2 separate regions of the Mus musculus genome follow, and region 1 is linked to region 2. Evidence: chromatin contacts called from public HiChIP or PLAC-seq data. All regions are on one chromosome and are shown on one strand. Each heading gives the region's core, a stretch centred on a gene start, on an enhancer-like site or on the middle of the called end of the contact. The rest is flanking DNA. Distances are from core to core; before and after follow the strand shown.

What was found. HiChIP or PLAC-seq counts read pairs in DNA pulled down with a chosen protein or histone mark.
Region 1: an H3K27ac HiChIP or PLAC-seq map of the HPC-7 cell line shows a contact between it and region 2, with 6 times the contacts expected there. The contact joins two enhancer-like sites. A contact is called at or near these places in 1 of 39 promoter capture datasets (embryonic stem cells), 4 of 15 datasets of contacts at CTCF or cohesin (the G1E-ER4 cell line, embryonic stem cells and large pre-B cells), 21 of 484 Hi-C or Micro-C datasets (CD4 T cells, CD8 T cells, the G1E-ER4 cell line and 8 more), 17 of 115 datasets of contacts at active chromatin or transcription factors (the 230-238 cell line, CD8 T cells, the HPC-7 cell line and 11 more) and 4 of 9 other capture datasets (adipose tissue, embryonic stem cells, liver and 1 more).

The regions. Positions count from the first base shown.
Region 1 is chr17:29,508,851-29,514,931 of GRCm38.p6, reverse strand. No RefSeq gene overlaps it. Among named protein-coding and RNA genes, the nearest start is that of Gm26885, 20 kb to the right of the region's middle. Within about 2 kb of position 4,016, at least 59 of the 459 cell types and tissues checked have an H3K27ac peak or open chromatin away from gene starts, as enhancers often do. A contact at or near this core is called in the HPC-7 cell line and germinal center B cells, where this site is marked.
Region 2 is chr17:29,429,043-29,435,691 of GRCm38.p6, reverse strand. Gm36486 (a long non-coding RNA gene) reads left to right here. Exons shown (of 2, transcript XR_876726.3): 2 at 4,645-4,889. It overlaps Gm36199 (a long non-coding RNA gene), which reads right to left and starts at 874. Exons shown (of 5, transcript XR_385508.3): 1 at 799-874. RefSeq lists an enhancer at 334-2,031. Within about 2 kb of position 3,726, at least 27 of the 459 cell types and tissues checked have an H3K27ac peak or open chromatin away from gene starts, as enhancers often do. A contact at or near this core is called in the HPC-7 cell line and germinal center B cells, where this site is marked.

The DNA of each region.
Region 1 (6,081 bases), core at 2,767-5,266, 79 kb before region 2:
CTATTGCCTGGCTACACTGCCTAAGCTGTCTAAAAACCTCAGAAATCCTCCGGCCTCAGTACCGGGATTCCAGGTGCACACCATGCTCCAGACTGGCTTCTGTGATCTGAACTCAGGGTCACATGCTTTGGCAGCTCTTACCCACCGAGCCATTCTCCCCAACACTATTCGTTTGAATCACATTCCTCCCAGCCCTGAACACTCCTCCTACTGTGTACTCACCGAATTCAGAATAGCGAGCAGTCTAACTCCTTTTCCCAATAAACTGCGAGAAATTCATTTGGACCTGGGGCAGTTCTTCAAATGACCACTAGGTGGCAATCGGCGACAAGTTTCCAGTTAGCACTGCCGGCCAAAACAAGATTCTACAAACAGTATTGAAACCTACAACAGGATTTAATCCCTGCCCCGGTGTCTTCAGCCCAGTCACAGCAGAAGTGAGGAGGCTGGAAACCAGAAATAAACTCGATTAAGAGAAACTTGAGCCGGGCCAGGTGTAAGCGGGTCATTCCACCAGCTGACGACCCTAAGGCAGGAGGGTCAAAAAGTTCCAGGCCTACCGGAATTCGAACTCCAGCAATTTGGTGAGACTGTATAACAAAATAAAAAGCAAAAAGATGGCTGGGCCCGAAAGCACAAAAGATGGCTCCTCAGATTAAAAGTGTTTGCTGCAGGGTCCAGGCAGCCTGAGTTCAACCCTGGAAACCTCATCCTAAAGCTGTCCTTTGACATGTACACACAGGCACACACGCACACACACACACACACACACACACACACACACACACACACACACCATAGCACCCATGTGCCTATACACACACACAGTAATAATAAGAATAAATAGATGGGGGCTGGAGATGCTCAGCGGGTAAGAGCACTGACTACTCTTCCAGAGGTCATGAGTTCAAATCCCAGCAACTACATGGTGGCTCACAACCATCCTTAATAAGATCTGATGCCCTCTTCTGGTGTGTCTGAAGACAGCTACAGTGTACTTAGATATAATAATAAATAAATCTTAGGAAAAAAATAAATAGATATGTTTAGCTTTTTAAAGAGACACTAGAAGGTACTTGGTGTGGGAAACTCTAAGGTTCAGTATACAAAAATGAGCTGTGTAGCCTTGGCTATCCTGGGACTCTCTCTGTAGACCAGGCTGGCCTCGAACCTACAGAGATTCATTCACCTGCCTTGGCCTGTGAAGGTGTGTGTCTCCCATTTTCTTTTCTTTTTAAGATTTATTTTATGTATGTGAGTACACTGTTGCTCTCTTCAGAAAGAAGAGAAGAGGGCTTCCAATCCCGTTATAGATGGTTGTGAGCCGCCATGTGGTTGCTGGGAATTGAACTCAGGACCTCTGAAAGAGCAGTCAGTGCTCTTAACCGCTGAGCCATCTCTCCAGCCCCATGTGCCTCCCATATTCTCCACTCTATCACCTTCTGGGGAAGCCTTCACACTTCCACTAAGGCTGCTTCTGTTAGGGAGGCCCTCCCACTTCTACTCCTGACCTCTCCAGCCCCACCCCATCTCCGCAGCCTGTCACAGGTGGCTACCCCCTCTTCGGCCAACAAGTGTCGCTCTTGGCTCACGGACTCCAATCTAGCTGGCTCCTGCTTCTTCCCTTTCTACCACCCTTCCTCCCCTGGCTTCAGTCCCCAGGCCTCAGTCCCACCTCCCCTGGGCTTCACTCTGCACTGATGACCCAAGCCCTCCCCCATCCCTTCGGTTTTGACCTCTCTGAAATCCACTTTGTTTATGTAACTGCTTCCACTAAGACCGGTCCACCGGTCACGGAGCTCAGCAAGAGCAGGTCAGTACCTATGCCCTGGGAACAAACAGAGCCTAGCAAAGAGATAAGCGGTCGCTTACAAGGTGAGGGTCAGAGGAGAGAATCGATTCCCACAGGTTGCCCTCTGACCCCAGCCCTCTCACGGTGGATGGCCAGCCCACATCCATACATTCGCACTCATGAGTAAATGAGTGTAATTTTATCTTTTTTGTTTGGTTGGTTGGTTTTTGGTTTTTCGAGACAGGGTTTCTCTGTATAGCTCTGGCTGTCCTGGAACTCACTCTGTAGACCAGGCTGGTCTCGAACTCAGAAATTCACCTGCCTCTGCCTCCAGAGTGCTGGGATTAAAGGCGTGCACCACCACGCCCAGCCGTAATTTTACATTTTAATGCAAAGTCTATTTATGAGGCTTACTGTTGGGGACGGGTATAGTGGCACAGGCCTTTCACTCTAGGGCTCAAGCCACAAAGGTAGGTCAGCCTGATCCCCATGGAGAGTTCGGGGACAGCCAGGACTACACAGAGACCCAGACTCAAAACAAATGAACGCGCTTGTCTACTCCAAGGATCTGACGCTGCTGCCGTCTGGCTTTGAAAGGTACCCGAGCTCGAGCACACATGTGCACATGCAGACACACACATAATTTACAATTTAAAAAAGGGAGCTAGAGAGGTGGCTCAGCGGTTAAGAGCACTTACTGCTCTTCCAGAGGCCCTGAGTTCAAATCCCAGCAACCGCATGGTGGCTCACAACCATCTCTAATGAGTTCTAATGCCCTCTTCTAGTGTGTCTGAGAAGAGCTACAGTGTACTCACATACATAAAATAAGTAAATCTTTAAAATAAAATAAAATAAGTCACTGGATGGTGACTTATTTTAAGTCACTTTTAATATTAAGCACTTGGGAGGCAGAGGCAGGCAGATCTCTGAGTTGGAGGCCAGCCTGGTCTACAGAGAAAGTTCCAGGACAGCCAGGGCTACACAGAGAGACCCTGTCTCCAAAGTAAATAAATAATAAATAAATAAATAAATAAATAGATAAATTAGTCTTGACTAGGTTGGAGCCCCTGCCTTTAATTCCAGGGCTCTAGAATTAGAAGCACACCCAGGGCCTTTTTGCAGTCAAAGCCAGCCCATTCTACATAGTTTCAGGCCAGCCAAGCTATACAGTGTAACCCTGTCATTCATATATATATGTATATGTATATATATATATGAATGACATCTCTTTGTTTGCTAGGAAGAACTAGTGTGCTGCGGAGCACATATGGAAATCTCCTTCCACCACACAAGTTCCAGGATTGACCACAAGTATCTTTATCCACTAAGCTCTCACCACCTGAAAAGCTCTTGTTAACACCGTATAGACTTCAGTGCTGGTGGTACCAAGACAGAGCCCCAGAGTTGGTAGTCTCCCTACAGAGAGGTTCCTTTGGCTGGGAACTTATAGTTAGATCTCAAACCCAGGACAAATGACTACCAGAGGTGCCTATTTAACATAGCAAAGCAACCCTGGCCCCAGGTTCTCCCAGCATCCCTCAGTCCCTGCCTGTTACAGGGCATGGCTGGCATACCCTAAATTTCTCCAGCCCAGAGGCTGGGGTGTTCTTCCCCAGCTGCCTTCCCTAGATAGCGCAGCCATTTTGGAAACTTGGCCTTACTCTTCCAGCCCTCTGTTCCCCTTTGCTCCCCTCTCCTCCCAGGGCCAGGTCTTGTTCACTCTGGACTCTCCAGGACTTCCCAGCTGCTGGCTCTCTCCCTCGCATCTACAATAAACCTCCTCTTCCACCATACCTACGAACACTGGTATCTTCTTTATTTTTTATTTTCTTTTTAAAGATTTATTTATTTATTTTATGTATATTAGTACACCATTGCTCTCTTCAGACACAGCAGAAGAGGGCATCGGGTCCCATTACAGATGGTTGTGAGCCTCCATGTGGTTGCTGGGAATTGAACTCAGGACCTCTGGATGATCAGTCAGTGCTCTTAACCGCTGAGCTAATCTCTTCAGTCTTATTTTCAATTTTTCATTCACTAATGTTCGCAAACATCAGTCCCCAAGTAGTTGGATCCTACCAATAACCAGAAAGCGACTTAGAAGGCACTTCCTCTCAGAGTCAGCTGGCCAGAGAGTCGACCTCAGGTGAGAGGGCCTGGGTTCTCACAGGAACTAAGGCACACTAACCACAAACGGTCTTAACTTCTGACCTCAAGGGTCATTCCCTCTCCGCCTGTCGCTCACACCAGGAGTTCCAAGGTCACTGAGCTAAGTGAAGCGCAGCCCTGCACGTTCTGATGTGACATCAATGACAGTTACCTCATCTGTCTTCCTCTTCTCCTTTTCTTTTTTTTCAGGAACTTGAAGATAGCTCAGGTAGACTGACATCCTTGACCCCTGACTGCTGCGTGTTATGACCTGTGGGTGACCTTTGACTCTGGCTAACCAAACCTCCACCCTTACTTCTAGCACGCTAAAAGCCCACACTTCCTACCAAGAGCAGTGAAGTTGGTTTACCATGTACAGACCAAAAGCTACCTTAGTTTCCCTCCACCTCCAACCACCCTGCTCCATTCCACAAATCCTCTAAATGCTAGGAAGAAATAAATAAATAAATTCTAGGCGGCTGGGTGGTGGTCCTGTACACCTTTAATCCCAGCACTGGGGAGGCAGAGGCAGGTGGAGTTCTGTGTGTTTGAGGCCAGCCTCGTTATCAGTGTGAGTTTCAGGACAGCCAGGGCTACACAGAGAAACCCTGTGCTGGAAAAAAAAAAAAGTTCTAGGCTACCCTAGGATACATGAGACTCTGTCTCCAAACAAACAAGAGCCCAAGAATAGTGGCTGTCTAGTGCCTTTAATCCTAGCACTTGGATGAAAACAGATCTCTATGAATCTATTGCCTGGTCTACAGAGCGAGTTCCAGGCCAGCCAGCCAGTGAGACCCTGTCTCAAAAACCCAAACAACAAAGCCCCCTTAAGTGTCTTGGCAGAGGCTTGTCTGTAGGGTGCTTAGGGTACACAGAACAAACCAGTCAGGAGCTGCATCTGCAATAGCCTAAGCAAGGCAGGGTGATGAGGGGATGGGGCCTGGGGTAGAGGCAGTGGCTGGTGAGGAATCCGGAACTAGGATGGATAGAATTTATTAAGAGGAAGGCTACAGGCTGGGAGAGAACCCAGAGGTGCTGGGGTGGGGTGGACTTATAGGAAACAGGAGTGCAGAAGGGCTTTGTGAGAAGTTAGGAGTTAGCCCAGAGATGTGCAAGTGGAACCACCTTATAAGAACCAGGAGTGTAGAGGGGCTGGAGAGGTGGCTCAGTGGTTAAGAGCACTGACTGCTCTTCTGAAGGTTCTGAGTTCAAATCCCAAGCAACCACATGGTGGCTCACAACCATCTTTACTTATTTATTATAATAAATAAATCTTTGGGCCAGAGCACTCAGGGACTGAGAGGACAAGCAGAGGTCCTAAATTCCCCAGCAACCACTTGAAGGTTCACAACCATTTGTATAGCTACAGTGTACTCCTATACACTAAATAAATAAATCTTGAAAGAAAGGAAGGAAGGAAGAAAGGAAGGAAGGAAGAGGCATACAAAAGGAGCTCGTTTCATGGCTCCAGGACACCGTGAAGCTGTGTTAGAACATTCTCTGTTATCCGTGGATGGAACCCCATTCTGTCCACAGCAGATCAGTGACGCAGCAAGTTTCCAAACAGAATTCGTGCACAGGCTGGGAGGCACAGGCTGGGAGGCACAGGCTGGGAGGTAGCTCTGCGGGCAAGAGTGCTTGTTGCACAAGCATGACAACCTGCGTGAAAATCTGCAGAGCTCACTTAAAGAGCCAGGTTAAAAAAAAAATCACCAGTAATCGCCATATGGAAGGAAGGGAAGGTTAGAGTCTGGAGGATTGCTGGGACTACAAGGCTAGCTTGAGATTCTGAGAGACCCTGTCTCAAGGGAATGAGGTCATGGGTCACAGAAGCCACCTGACTTCCGCCTCTGACTGTCAGGCACATCTGCTCACAACACACCTGTACTCCGGGGCTTCCAGCTGTGAGTCTAGCGGCTCCGCTCAATTCCCACTCCCCCTCAGGAATAGTGCCCCTGGCTGGGCAGGGGTGGTGTACACCTTTAATCCCAGCACTTGGGAGGCAGAAGCAGGCAAATCTCTCAGTTTGAGCCTAGCCTGGTCTACAGAGGGAGTTTCAGCCAGAACTACACAAGAAACCCTGTTGCAAAAACAAAAACAAAACAAAGCAAAACACAAAGATAAAACAGCAAAACAAAATA
Region 2 (6,649 bases), core at 2,477-4,976:
AGCCACAATTTGTGTGACATTTGTCGTGTCTCATGAGCCTCAGCGTCCTTTGATCAACTTTCCTGTGCGTAGGGTTTTCTGACTTCATAAATCCCACTTCCCCAAAGTAAAAGAGAAGAATTTTTACTTTCCCAGAAACCCTTGCAACTAAAGCGTAGGCATGAGACGTAGAGTCCACCCATAGAGGCACACCCATGAGGTTTTGATCTGAAAAAGGGCAACTGAGTAGAAAGGTACTCTGCGAAAGGAACTTTGGGAGCCTGGGTCTCAAGAACAGTGGGAAGGATGTCAGGTCATTGAGTAGTCCAGATGCACCACAGCTGGGGCAAGATGGGTAAGGCAGGTTGCAGGTAAGTCCTGTAGACCGGCTGGCCTTGGACTCACAGAGGTAAGCCAGCTTCTGCCTCCGGAGTGCTGGGATCAAAGGTGTGTGCCATCGCTCCCAGAGAAGATTTCTTAAATGTTTGTGTGTGTCTCTGCACATGTGTGCAAGTGCCCTCTAAAGTGAATCCTTGGAGCTGCAGCCCCAGGCAGTGGTGGGTGATGGGAACTGGATTTGGATCCTACACAAGGACGTGTGTGTGTGTGTGTGTGTGTGTGTGTGTACATTTATATATGTATATATATATATATATGAATGACCTCTGAGGCCCAGGTGCAGCGAGCGTTGCTTGAGGTGAGGTCAGCTGGGGACATGGAAGCCAGCTCTAATCATTTAATCATTGGACTACAACCCTTACTCAGCTGTACTTCAGCAGCAGCAAGTTTTAGCCTCCCCCCAGCCCCCCCCCCACTCACTTGTCTTGGGAATCCGATGCCGGCCCTTAGCCTCCCAGGCATGCCCTTGGCCCATCACGCCTTGTGACATTGCTCTGACTGTTACCCAACAATCCCATTATACCTTTGAGTAAGCATGACACACGTACTGTGACTCATCTATTGTTCTGCCCTCCCTCAGCTCTGGCCTCCGTGGCACTGACTGTCCCTCGGCTGGCATGTACCAGTGCCTTGTTCTACGGTGATGTCTCACGGGGCATGTCCTGTCATCTGGTGTCCAGCAGAGTTGAGCATCTCAGAGCATGTAACCTCCGCAAACCGGCTTTCTCACAGCCTTCCGGGGAGGCGGGGATGGACGAGAATCAAATGCTTGTTGTCGTCTTAAGATTTTTGCTTTTAACTGAGTGCATATGTGTGTGTCTGGGTGCCGGTATGCACACGTGAGTTCCAGCGCCCACAGGGCATCAGGCCTCCTGGGGCTGGAGTGACAGGTGGTTATGAATGCTCATGTGGTGCCTGAGAACTGAATTCTGGTCCTCTGCAGACCATAAGGACTCTTCACAATTAGAACTGTTTCTCAGGCATGAACATCCTGTTCTTCATGTTCATGTGTTGATGACTTTCACCACAATGAAATATTAAGCTTTGTCCCTTCAGCTGGCATGCCTGTGGTGTGTGCCCGGAACCATGTGGATTGCTATGGCCAGAACAGGGGAAGGCCACGTTCCTTTTCCCCTTTATAATGTAGTCATCTTGATGCTTTGCAACATCAGCGAGTGCTGAAATGTAGATACTGATACAGGACCTCTGATAGCCACAAGCACAAGAAGAACACTTGACTGGGGTAGCAAACGCTGTCTCAAGGGAAAGCTCTTTTTCCCAAGTGCTAGGATTACAGGGAGCCATCATACCTGGTTTAGACATATTTAAACATAACCGGTGAGAACTCTAGCCCGTCTAAGACATCTGTTTGTTCCACGGTGGGTAGTTCTGGCATCGGAAATGCCAGCTGACCAAACCAAGTAGTGCAGAGTGGGCTTTTCTCCCTAGGTGGAGAAGAACTGGGGGACAGGGCAGGGTGTGCTGAAGCCTATCTGTGATACCAATGCTAGGGAGGTAGAAGCAAGAGGAGCCTGGGTTCAAAGCCATCCTTGCTACATAGGAAATCTGGGATCATTCTTAGCTGCACATGACCCTGGGACCCTGCTCTGAGCAGCTGAGGGGCCTAGGACAGGCAGGCCACTCAGTATCTCTGGGCTTTGTTTTATCCACTGGGAACTAAGTCAAAGGAGACAGAAGGGCGGAGCAGCGGGCCTGCCACCAGTGACATCTATTTAAGTCTACAGCGTCTTATCTATGACTCCAAATGCCTAGAAGGACTGAAGACAAAATATATTTAGCACAGAGACCTGAGCTGAGCTGACAAAGGACCGGCTGTTTTCATTCCCTCACGTGAAAGTCTAAAGAGTTCTCTTCAGCGACATCACGGTTTGATTATAGTGTGCAGACCATACCCCGTGGGGCTGTTATGGTCTGGCTCTGGGTTGCTTTTCTGAACTCCAAAAGACTGGATGATAAGCCAGGTGTGGGGCTAACCTGTAATTCCAGTACTTGGGAGATGAAGGCAGGAGAATGAGGAGTTTAAGGCTAGCCTAGGACATATAAGTTGTGGGAAGCCAGCCTGAGCTACATGAGAACAGTTTTTTTTTTTTTAATAAATAAAAATGGGCCTGGAGAGATGGTTTAGTTTTTAAGAGTACTTACAGCTGTTGCAGAGGACCACAGTTCAATTGCCAGTACCCGCACTGGGTGGCTCACAAAATCTGTAACTCGGTGGTGGTGCACACCTTTAGTCCAGCATTTGGGAAGCAGAGGCTGGCGGATCTTTGAGTTCAAGGCCAACCTGGTCTTCAGTGCAAGTTCTAGGACAACCAGGGCTACACAGAGGAACCCTATCTTGAAAAACCAAAGAGACTCTGAATTACGTAACGTATTGCTGCCCAAAAGCATTGACGAAGAATACGCCCCTCCCACATACCTTTGCTGGCACAGGCTCTTAGTCTGTGGCCCGGAACTACTCATGTAGCCCAAGATGACCTCAAAAATCTCAGTGAACTTCCTGCCTTAGTCTCCTTAGAGTTAGGATTATAGACATGAGCTATGGCTTCCAGCTTTCTGCTGCAGGTCCCCCAACCCAACTGTTCAAACGGCCCCTAAGGACCTGGAGCCCGTCTTCCATCTCCCTCCAGTCAGTAGAAGTGTCTACCCACTTTCCCACTAGGGCTCCCCCAGGCCCGTTCCCTGCCCTTGACTCTCTGTTCTTCTCCATTCTCCATCCCACTGAACTTAAGTGGTCAGGCAGATGGCTTTGGTGATGTCTCCTCTTCTGAATGGCCAGCAGTTGAGGATGCCTGTGAGGATGAATTGACTCAAGGAGCGTCTGACTGGATCTCTCTGTGCTCCAAATACTGGTTGCGGACAGTCTGAGCAAATACCCCGCCTGCCGCTTCAACCGCGCTGAAGCCCTGGGGTTTTCTCACTACAATGTCCCCAGCAGACCAAATCCTAAAATAAACGCTCTCATTTGCTAGCTAGCGCTATCTCCAAGAAGAAAGAAAGGAGTCCTAGGTGCAGGTCGGAAGCCACTGTCAGGGGCTGTCAGGACCGCGTGTGTCACTTCCCTTTGGCCCAGGGCTGTCATGGGACCTGGGGTCAAGATACAGCTCTTCCCCAGCCACCAGAGGATCCTGGGGGCAGCCCCTTGTGACTTGCAGCCTCCAGTTTCCTCATCCCAGAGCCGAGCTCATGAATGCTACTTGGCAGGGTTGTGGAAAAGATTTGGTGAGCTCATGGGAGGGGTTTGCAAACTTTGAAGTGTTACTGGCATGTCTTGTTGCTAAGGGCAAGGCATGGCATCTTCTGTTTCATTTCCTCCAAGCTTGCCCCTCCCTCCCTGCTTCCTGCAGACAGGGAGTAAAAAACATGGCCAAGCAACCTGCAGAGGGATCCGCTTAATAGAAGAAATTGCTTAGTCAATGACAGCTAACATGACAGCTTAAAACCAGCCAGCCTGAGCCAGGCAAGGGCCCTGACTGGGACTCATGGCTTGGACCTTGGTACCAATCCTGTTTCTGTCACCAGCCAGGTTAACGGTGTGACCTTGAGTTAGGTTAGTGCTAATGAACTCTCTTGCCCTCATGTATCACACAGGATGATGGTCATGAGACCTAATTTTTCCAAGAGGCCATTGTGCAGGTGAAGGGGTTGGGTTGCTGTAGGTAACTGGCCCCGTGCAAATCAAGCCTGCAGATAGCATGGCTGGTTATTATTTTACTGTTACAACGTGTGTGTCTTCAAGAAGGATCATGGGATTAGCAGGCTGGGGGTGAGAGGCAAGGTGTCTGGTCTTTATGAAAGGTTGACGTGTCTTCAAAGATTTAATGTTCAGGCCAGCCCCAGGGGCAACAGAAGTCAGCTGTATGTTTGGACATCATTTGCCCAGGATGTTAGCCAGATTTCCAGGCTAGACACTATTGAGTAAGAGGTGTGTAGCCTTCACATGTGGACAGCCTGCTGACGTCTCTGTCTCTGGTGGAGGATGCCCCAGGCCCCAGACAGCTCACACTTTTTTTTTTCCCTGACTGAGGATTAAAGCTGGGGTCATGTGCACGTTCAGCAAGCATTCCATCACTGAGCTGCGTCTTTAGCTCTTTTTAGTCACAGTGTTTCCAGGCTCAATGTTTTGAGCTCAACTCTGTAGCTCAGGCTAGCCTTGAGCTTTCTATCCTCCTGCCTCAGCCTCCTGAATACCACTAGGTTCCACATTTCGTTCTAGCAACTTTCATCTGACTTATTCTTGTTTTTTAGTATGCTGCATGCCTTGGTGTTTTCTCTGCGTGTGTACACACCATGTGAGTGCAGTGACTTCGGAGGCCTGAAGAGGGCGTCAGATCCCCCGGGACTGGAGTGACGGTTGTGAGTCACATGTAGGTGCAAGGAAGGAGATTGAACTGGTCTTCTGTGTAAGCAATATCAAATATGAAAATTTTTTCTATCAAATACTGTAAAATCTGTTTGGGACATTGGAATTAAAATTCTTTGTCTTACCCACATCCTACAACTTCTATACAAATGTTTAAATTCTCTCATCCAATAAAGCCTTTCAAAGGCCCCTGCTGTGTTCCAGGAATTTGATAGCCAGGAGCGGTTACTCCCTCCCCTACCTCCTCTGTTTCCTGTGTATCATAGTTTTTTCTCAAACTAGCCAATCAGATAAAACTGTGAGGTCGGACGCTAGCCAATGGGGGGGGGGGAGATGACGTCACTACCCAAGTTAGCCCAAACACCAAACCACCAAACGCACCTCCTGTTTCTGTGTTCTGACTTCAGTGTGCACTCTCTTGATCAAGAGAAGAGCTTTAAACCGGGTATTCTGGCCCACGACCTTAGTTCCAGCACTCGGAGACAGAGGCAGACAGCTCTCCGAGTTCGAGGACAGCCAGGGCTACACGGAAAAACCCTGTCGGGGGAGGGAAAAAACCAAATTATGTTAGTGTTTTAATCCTCCCACCCAGGAAAACCTTTGTTTACACAAAAGCCTCCTGCTTCATGAATTTGGTAACTTGGAATAGTGACCCACACTTTCTCCTTCCTCCATATTTTTGTATGCTAATTCTTTTTTTTTTTTTTTTTTTTTTTGTATGCTAATTCTTTTCAGACTATCCAATGGGATAAGGCCGCGAGGTCTGACTCCAGCCAATGGGGAAAAGACACAGGCACTTGTAACATCAGAAAGAACAGCCAGTGCTTTATCGATGATCCATCACTCTAGCCCCTATCAACCTGTCTGTCTACCTGTCTATCTATCTGTGGATGTTGGGGGTGGGGAGTAAGAGGACCACTTTCTAAATTCAGTTCCTCATGAGGCTCCTGGGAATTGAACTCACATCATCAGACTTGGCAGCAAGCCCTTCAGCCCACCGAGCTACCCTGTTGGCTGTCTCCCCACTCCTCCCTTTTCTTTTAGACAGGGTCTTACTATGCAGCTTGGATTCACCTGGAATTAGTTATGTGGACCAGGCTGGCCTTGAAATCAGAGATCCACCTGCCTCTGCCCCACCTGTGCTAGGATTAAAGGTATCCATCGCCTGGCTACACTATAACATTCTGAGAGGCAAGAAATTGTCTATCCTGGGACCTTTGAGCCCAGCCAGTCAACTGTCTTCAGAAAGACTAATGTTGGGGGTCTATTGCTTGGTATGGGCCCGCTTGTGTGTGCATATATATGTGTATGCAAATGTGTGAGGGAGCTAAAAGTGGAGGTCCAGAATCATCTTCCATCAATCTACCACTTTATTCACAGAGGCAGGGGCTCCTAGTAGAGGCTGGAGCTTGCAGATGTAGCTCGCCTTGCTGGGGATAACCCAGCCAGCTCTGGAGGGCCTTAATTTCTACCTTCTGAGTTTGGAATCAGACAGGCCACCACACCCCTGGCATTTATACAGTTTCTGGCTATCCTGACTCTGGCTTATTCAACAGTTGCCTTAAGCAGAGCCATTTCCCCAGATCTCTTGGGTTTGCTGCTGCTGTTGTTGTTGTTTGTTTGTTTGTTTGTTTGTTTCTGAAGCTGGGTTTCAGGCACACCCCTGGTGGCCTTGCACTCACAGTATTGCAAATACCGTTCCTGGATCCTGTTTCTCAGGCCTTCACCTCTGCAGTGCAGGGATTAGAGATAACACCTTTGGAAAAGGGGCCCACACTAAATCTATCTCACTGTTGTTTTGATGATGTGAAAACAAGCCAGCGTGTATTGTGGTGTAGAGTGTAGCATCTGAATGAACTTGAAAGTAAAAACAGGAGACTTCAAAGACAT